2 separate regions of the Mus musculus genome follow, and region 2 is linked to region 1. Evidence: chromatin contacts called from public promoter capture Hi-C data. All regions are on one chromosome and are shown on one strand. Each heading gives the region's core, a stretch centred on a gene start, on an enhancer-like site or on the middle of the called end of the contact. The rest is flanking DNA. Distances are from core to core; before and after follow the strand shown.

The links. Promoter capture Hi-C pulls out the DNA fragments that hold promoters and counts their contacts.
Region 2: a contact with region 1 is called in a promoter capture Hi-C map of liver, with 11 times the contacts expected there. The contact joins the promoter of Arpc5l here to the promoter of Gpr21 in region 1. A contact is called at or near these places in 4 of 39 promoter capture datasets (cranial neural crest, hippocampal neurons and liver), 2 of 115 datasets of contacts at active chromatin or transcription factors (bone marrow-derived macrophages and forebrain) and 1 of 9 other capture datasets (macrophages).

The regions. Positions count from the first base shown.
Region 1 is chr2:37,514,677-37,518,211 of GRCm38.p6, forward strand. It overlaps Gpr21 (G protein-coupled receptor 21), which reads left to right and starts at 1,950. Exons shown (of 2, transcript NM_177383.4): 1 at 1,950-2,023; 2 at 2,383-3,535. The coding sequence starts at 2,768. The region is part of intron 13 of Rabgap1 (RAB GTPase activating protein 1); the gene reads left to right.
Region 2 is chr2:39,006,848-39,010,325 of GRCm38.p6, forward strand. It overlaps Arpc5l (actin related protein 2/3 complex, subunit 5-like), which reads left to right and starts at 1,292. Exons shown (of 4, transcript NM_028809.1): 1 at 1,292-1,497. The coding sequence starts at 1,349.

The sequences.
Region 1 (3,535 bases), core at 700-3,199:
AGCCATACATTTAGGTTTAAAAAACAGTATAACACAATAGATTATGCTAGTGCAGAGGCAAGCCAGTTTCTTTGAGTTTGAGAACAGCCTGCTCTATATAGTGTGACTCTGCCTCAAAAATAAAATAAAATAAATAAATGAAAATTTTAAACAAGCATGTAACATTTCATATGTCTGACAAAAGGCAGTTTGTCTTGCTTCAAGTCCTAGCTTCCCTGTTTTCTATCTGTCTTTGTTGGACAATTTAGTATCTCTTGGCATAAAATGTGATAATTGAACCTTGACTATTAGTATTAATAAGGATAATTCATAGTCATAATAAGTGTAAGCTACTGCCTAGTTACTGTTATTTACTTATCTATTATTTTAGTTTTAGAATATTATTTTGGCTTCAGTGAAAATGTGGCAAAAGATAAGTGTGGCTTGAATTGGGGTGCTGGCAACACTTTTTAAGACCTTCAGTAGGTGATTAAAGCATTAGATGGTGCCAGACCTGTCATTATTTTATCTATTCCTTACCTTAAATAAAGTATAATTTACAAAGTAGTCATAGGGAGAGGTTAAAAGTAATAGATAACCATAAAATAGCTATAACAGTATGTGTTGCGATATTATGTGAATGTTGGCTGTCTCAAACTGTAGGGTTTTTTTTCATCCAGTGTTTTCAGACTACAGCTGTGCTGATATACTGGATTATAAAATTGCAGATCAAGAGACTGATGGATATATTGTGTAAGAGGTTCTCAGGGGTAGAACCCTCAGCATACATGTGCTAGGGACTGGGAGAGTAGGAACAGGAGTACCTCAAGTTATCTGTGAGTGACAGTGACTTAAATACAAAAATCTCTGAGGCAGGAGGCTGTCCCTTCTGTGCTGCTCTTCTCTACTGAGGCCTGTCACATTATGTTATTTGTCTCCTTGAACATGTCTCGGGGGTCCTTACTTTCCTGAATTAAAGTGTTCACACTTCACTGAGCTGTGATTGTAAGCATCCTTTGCCCACAGTAAGAAAGCATGGATAAAAATAAATAAAAATACAAGTTGGATCACATGGTTCTTTGTTCAAGTGTACAGATCTCCTAGGATTACTACAGTTGCAGCATTTGTTTTCCTTTACTGATGATGTGAGGCTTTATTCAGGCAAAATTATACCATTCCCACAGCACCCAGTTTATGAAAACGGAAAGCACCCTTTATGACATTATCCAAAAAAGTAGTGTGTTATTTCAATTTGCATTGTTTTAGATAAGTAGAAACAAGATTGAACTGTAAGATTCAAAGACTTGGTACCTAAATATCTGTGTACTGTCACTCCACTCAAGTGGAGTACCTAACTAAACTGAGGAAGAAGGAGAGAACAAATAGCACCATTTCCAAATATTAGCCAATATCTAATAAATGATAAAGGAAAATTGAGGCTGAATATTGTCTCTCAGCTGTAACGTCTTGTGCAGCTGAATTAGACTTCCTCGGGTGCCATGTACTGTTACCATGCTTCCTTCCTGTGACACTGTCCTTTGTTCTTAGGGACACAAAAAAATAGGACTTTCCCCCCTCTCTCCTCTGGTACTGTACTTCAGCCCAAATCCCAACTCCTCCCTCTCTCCATCCCCACCTCTGCCCATGTTTCTTACTGGCAATCTGAATTCTGCTCATTTACCTATGAGGAAGATTGCCGACCGACAAGGAAACAGCTTTCAGATACATCCTGTGGGCGCACCAAGCCAGCGCCTACTGTGCCGTCGGGAATTCCTCTATGGGAATAAATGGTAATGAGTTGTCCAGCACGCTAGAGTGTGTGTGTGCCCTAGCACACAAGTTGCCCTGCCCTGCCCTGCCCTGCCCCACCCCCTTTCTTCCTTTTCCCAAGCCCCTCTCTCTGCTTCTCCTCCTACTCCTTTAGCCCCTCCCTCTGTGCCTTAGTTCTGCAGTAGGCTGGCTTTACGAACATTCCTGCATTGCAAGGCTTTCGGTTAAGGATGTATTGTGGCTTTTGTTTGGATTTCAGCATGCAGAATCACAGGTAACACTCTGAAATTGAGCTAAGCAGATAAATTGTATTAAGGTGTTTGCAGAGATATAATAGTACATTGGATTTAATGGAGAAAATAATCTTGGTTAATTTTTATCAATGATAATGTCTTCAGGATTACCATAAGGAGATTCTCCTACAACACGTAAAATAAAAGAAAATGAGGGTTTATAATTTCTTTATGTTGATCTTGGAAGCATGGTATTGCTGTTCCTCCAAAGTAAGGGCCGTTTATGGAGGAGGCTGCTTAGGGTGAAGTGGGAGGGGTGCTGGCAGTCAGAGCTAGCTAGGTTCTTTGTCTAGGATGTGGAATGCAAAATGTAAAATGCTCTCTCCTTTTCTTCTATCAGCTGTTCAGAGGAGACTCATTACAACTCCTGCTGAAGCTACTAATCTTCCTCCCTCTGCCCCTCCCCCACCCACACTTGGCCTGAAGACACTGTCCCCAGTTTGCCTTACTCCCTTGCTATGTGTTTGGTGAAACTGGCAGTATGGCTGCGTCTGGGACTGGCCAGACAACTGCTGTTGGCTTTCCCTATTCCAGGAAGAATTTAAAGGGAAATTGTACAGCAGGCAGTATACCCACCACAGCAGCAACCTCAGGAACGTGATGACTAGGGCTCCCTGGCTTTGTCACAGGCATGCAAAGCTGACTGCAGTGACAGTAGCTGCTCCTGAGAACTGAGACAGCAGCCAGGTGGCAGCATGAAGTGAGAGCCAGTTCCTGAGCACGAGATGAACTCCACCTGGGATGGTAATCAGAGCAGCCATCCTTTCTGTCTTCTGGCACTGGGCTACTTGGAAACTGTCAGGTTCTGTCTTTTGGAAGTGCTGATTATTGTCTTTCTAACTGTATTGATTATTTCTGGCAACATCATTGTGATTTTTGTGTTTCACTGTGCACCTCTGTTGAACCATCATTCTACAAGTTATTTTATTCAGACAATGGCATATGCTGACCTCTTGGTTGGGGTAAGCTGCCTGGTCCCTTCCTTATCACTCCTCTACTACCCTCTTCCGATTGAGGAGGCCATGACTTGCCAAGTATTTGGTTTTGTAGTGTCAGTTCTGAAGAGTATCTCTATGGCTTCTCTGGCCTGTATCAGCATTGATAGATATATTGCCATCACTAAGCCTTTAACCTATAATACCCTGGTTACTCCCTGGAGACTACGCCTCTGTATTTTTCTGATTTGGCTGTATTCCACCCTGGTCTTCCTGCCTTCCTTCTTCCACTGGGGTAAACCCGGATATCATGGAGATGTATTTCAGTGGTGTGCAGAGTCCTGGCACACCAACTCCTACTTCACATTGTTCATCGTGATGATGCTGTACGCCCCAGCTGCCCTCATTGTCTGCTTCACGTATTTCAACATCTTCCGCATCTGCCAGCAGCACACAAAAGAAATCAGCGAAAGGCAAGCCCGATTCAGCAGCCAGAATGGGGAGACTGGGGAACCCCAGACCTGTCCAGATAAGCGCTATGCCATGGTCCTATTCAGA
Region 2 (3,478 bases), core at 42-2,541, 1.5 Mb after region 1:
TTCCAGAGCCAGTCTTGAAGGTCTCTGAGGGTTTAATGCTTTTCAGGCCCAGGATGGGGATACTGGTTGGATAGAATGAATAAGCCTTTTGTAAATGGGATAAGGAGAAATGAACCGAGTGTGGATTAGTTTTAAATGGAAGTCTAAAGATGACCAGGATTCTACTAGAGTTACAAATATACATCATATTTCTGGACATTTTTTGTAGTGCTAGGATTAAACCCAGGATTCACAATATTTTTGAATTCCCAATTACATTCCCCATCTTTGAAGACAAAAAACTTACAGGCACTGTACTTTGCCATCCCTGATGTAATTAAGACAGCCCTTACATTTTTAAATTTTACATGTACCATGTATGTGCTGTGCCGGCAGAGGTGACTGGATCTCCCTGGAGGTGGAGTCGCAGAGCACTGTGAGCTGCTATGTGGATGCTGGGAACTGAACCCAGGTCTCCAAGAATAGCACTTTTTTTCTTTTTTAAATTTCCCGACAGGGTTTCACTCTGTAGTCTTGGCTGATCTAGAACTATGTAGTCAAAACTATCTAGAACTCACAAGAACCCCCTGCCACTGCTTCCTAAGGGCTGGAATAAGGCATGTGCCACATTACTCGCTATGTGTAGCAGGAGCAAAACCATGTCTCACCTAATTTTTTTTGCTCGAGTTCTACTAGGTTAAAATGTAATAGTTTTCTTTTTTTTTAATATTTTTTATTAAATAGTTTTCATATAGTTACAAGAAAAGATTCATTTTAGCCTACGTCTGAAATAGAAAGAATCCTGGGGATTCTGCAGCTTTCGCCTCCTAAAATATGCCTCTTCAGTCAGGAGTACAGGTGGCCACAGAATCCTCTTTAATTTTCGGAACGCCCGCAGGAGTCGTTACATCCTCAAGAAAGGATGTTATCAAGCGTCCTGCCAGCCCCTGGGTTACACATCAACGCCTTTAAAGCCGTTTACTTTTAACAAAGTGGGTCCTCTTGTGGGTCAGTGCTTAAGAGACTCCGGCACTGCGCGTCACTCCCTGCCATCCCTTAGCTCTAAGATTTCTTCCTCCGGAGCGGACAGAAGCGCTGGCTATACCAGCAGCCCGGCTTCGGAGAGGACAGAGTTACGGCTGCAACGCCTGACACCACTTCATCAGCATTCCACGATCCCACGGCGCAGTTCCGCCCACAAGAGCTTCCGGTTCCGGCGCATCCCGGAAGTGGGCGGGCGACGGCGGCTGCGCGCGGAGGAGGGGAGGCGGTGCCTGGCGGCCGCTTCCCGCCCCCAAGCGGAGCCGGTGCGGAGGGGAGCCGGGAAAGAGCGAAGCCTAGGCGGCTGAGTGGCCGCCGCGCTCCCGCCATGGCCCGGAACACACTGTCCTCACGCTTCCGCCGCGTGGATATCGACGAATTTGACGAGAACAAATTCGTAGACGAGCACGAAGAGGCAGCGGCGGCGGCGGGCGAGCCAGGCCCCGACCCCTGCGAGGTAGACGGGCTCCTGCGGCAATATCCTTCCCGGCGCGGCGGCCCGGCTCGGCCTTCGCACCCTGATCACCCCAGCCCCAGTCTCCCGGTCCTCCGCCCAACCCCAGCCCCTCCCGGCTCCTGTCAGTCCCAGGTTCTCCCGGTCTGTGGTTGGCCTTACGCCTTTCTCAGCAGCGCAGCCCTGGAGCTCCTCTCCCTCTGCTCTGCTGCGCTCCGCATCCTTCTGGGTGTCCGTGCATCGGCCTTGGTATCCCTTTATCCCTCCTTATAGTAAGCGGGGTCATTCCCAGGTGCTGCCCTCAGGAGGGACCGAGGTGAACCACCTTGGATTCATTGAGCAGCCAGGGCCACTGCCCTACTGCGCTTGTCTAACTGGCTTTCTTGGGCCCGATTGTAGCCCGGCGTGAAAATAGGTGGGTGGATGGTTGGAGGAAGACTGACTAGAGGGCGGAGGTGGGGGAGGTGTGCTTTAAGGTCCAGCCCTCAGGTGTGATATGGCCTGCTACCTTTTCTCACCTGTCGCCACTTTCCTCAGCACGTTGGGTTTTGCGCCTTTATGGACCAAGTACATTCAACAAGTAATGCGACTCTGCCATTAACCGCCTTGTGCAGAAAGCGTGGAAAAAGCTAGTGATTCAGAGCTCAAAAACACCATACAGTGTCAAATGTAAAAGTGGCTCCCCACGACTGAAAATGACTGCTGGTGGCCACAGAAAACAAGCATTTAGAACAGAAGAGTAAAAATAGAGGTGATTGTCACAGCTGGCTTGGTCTCTTAGCAGTTTGAGCACCACAGGAAACTGATTTATTCTCACAGGAAGATTTTTTTTTTCTTTATTCAAATAGCTTGACAGGAAGTGTGTACCCCTCCCCCGCACTTGCCAGGGTAGGGTTGGAGGCTCTTGCTGTATATAAATCAGGTTCTGGCTGTTTAATCAGTTGACTCAGCCTGGGAAGTCAGGTGTACCGCTTTTGGGAGGAGTCCTATAGTGCTCCTCTAATATATCTTGAAAACAACCCTTTTAGACTGAACAAGAATATGTTTTTGAAATGTGGAGATTTCAAACTTATTTCCTGCACCATTCTGATGGTTAAATTGGGTCATGAGAAGGCCCCTAGAGGGAAGATTGGTTTTTAGAATGGTGCAGGGTACTGACTGGTTTATGTGCAGGTACTGTTGACAAGGCTCCAGAACGATGCATTTGGGCCAGAATCCTAATTATATTGATGAAGAGACTGGGATCTGTCAGCTTCTGCTTTGGTGTTGTTGCTGGGCCTTGCTGAAGTCCCTGGCTGTTTTTTCTTCTCTCTCTCTCTTTCTTTCTTTCTTAGGCAGCTTAGAGGCATTGGCTTAGCTTATAGAAGAGATTGCTTCTACACTCATGGCAGTGTCAGAAGCCTTGTTACTATGGAGAGTGTACCTCTCGGGATTGGGAGAAGGGAGGCTAGCAGAGGAGAGTGAAACCCTAGCAGATGTCAGGCCCAGGTAGGGAGAAGGATGGAAGTAGTAATTGAGTCCCTATCAGGTGCTAATCATTGCATTCAGTCTATAGACCCTCATGTGAGTCTTAGGAGAGAATAGTGAAGAGGTTTAGGGGGACATTAGGTGGTGGTGGTCTCAGGCCTGTGCTGGGAATTGTTTGTGGAAGAGCAGAGTGTGGAAATAGAAAGCTGCTGTGCATCCACACAGGCACTGTCTAACCTGCTTTAACCTTCTGCTGGTCATACACTCTCTCAACCTCAGCATTCTTTTTTTTTTTTTTTTTTTTTTTTAAAAGATTTATTTATTTATTATATAGTACACTGTAGCTGTCATCAGACACACTAGAAGAGGGCATCAGATCTCATTATAGATGGTCGTGAACCACCATGTGGTTGCTGGGATTTGAACTCTGGACCTTCGGAAGAGCAGTCGGGTGCTCTAACCCACTGAGCCATCTCACCAGCCCGAACCTCAGCATTCTTAAATGATAGAGACAACTATGTTGGTCTTACCACCTCA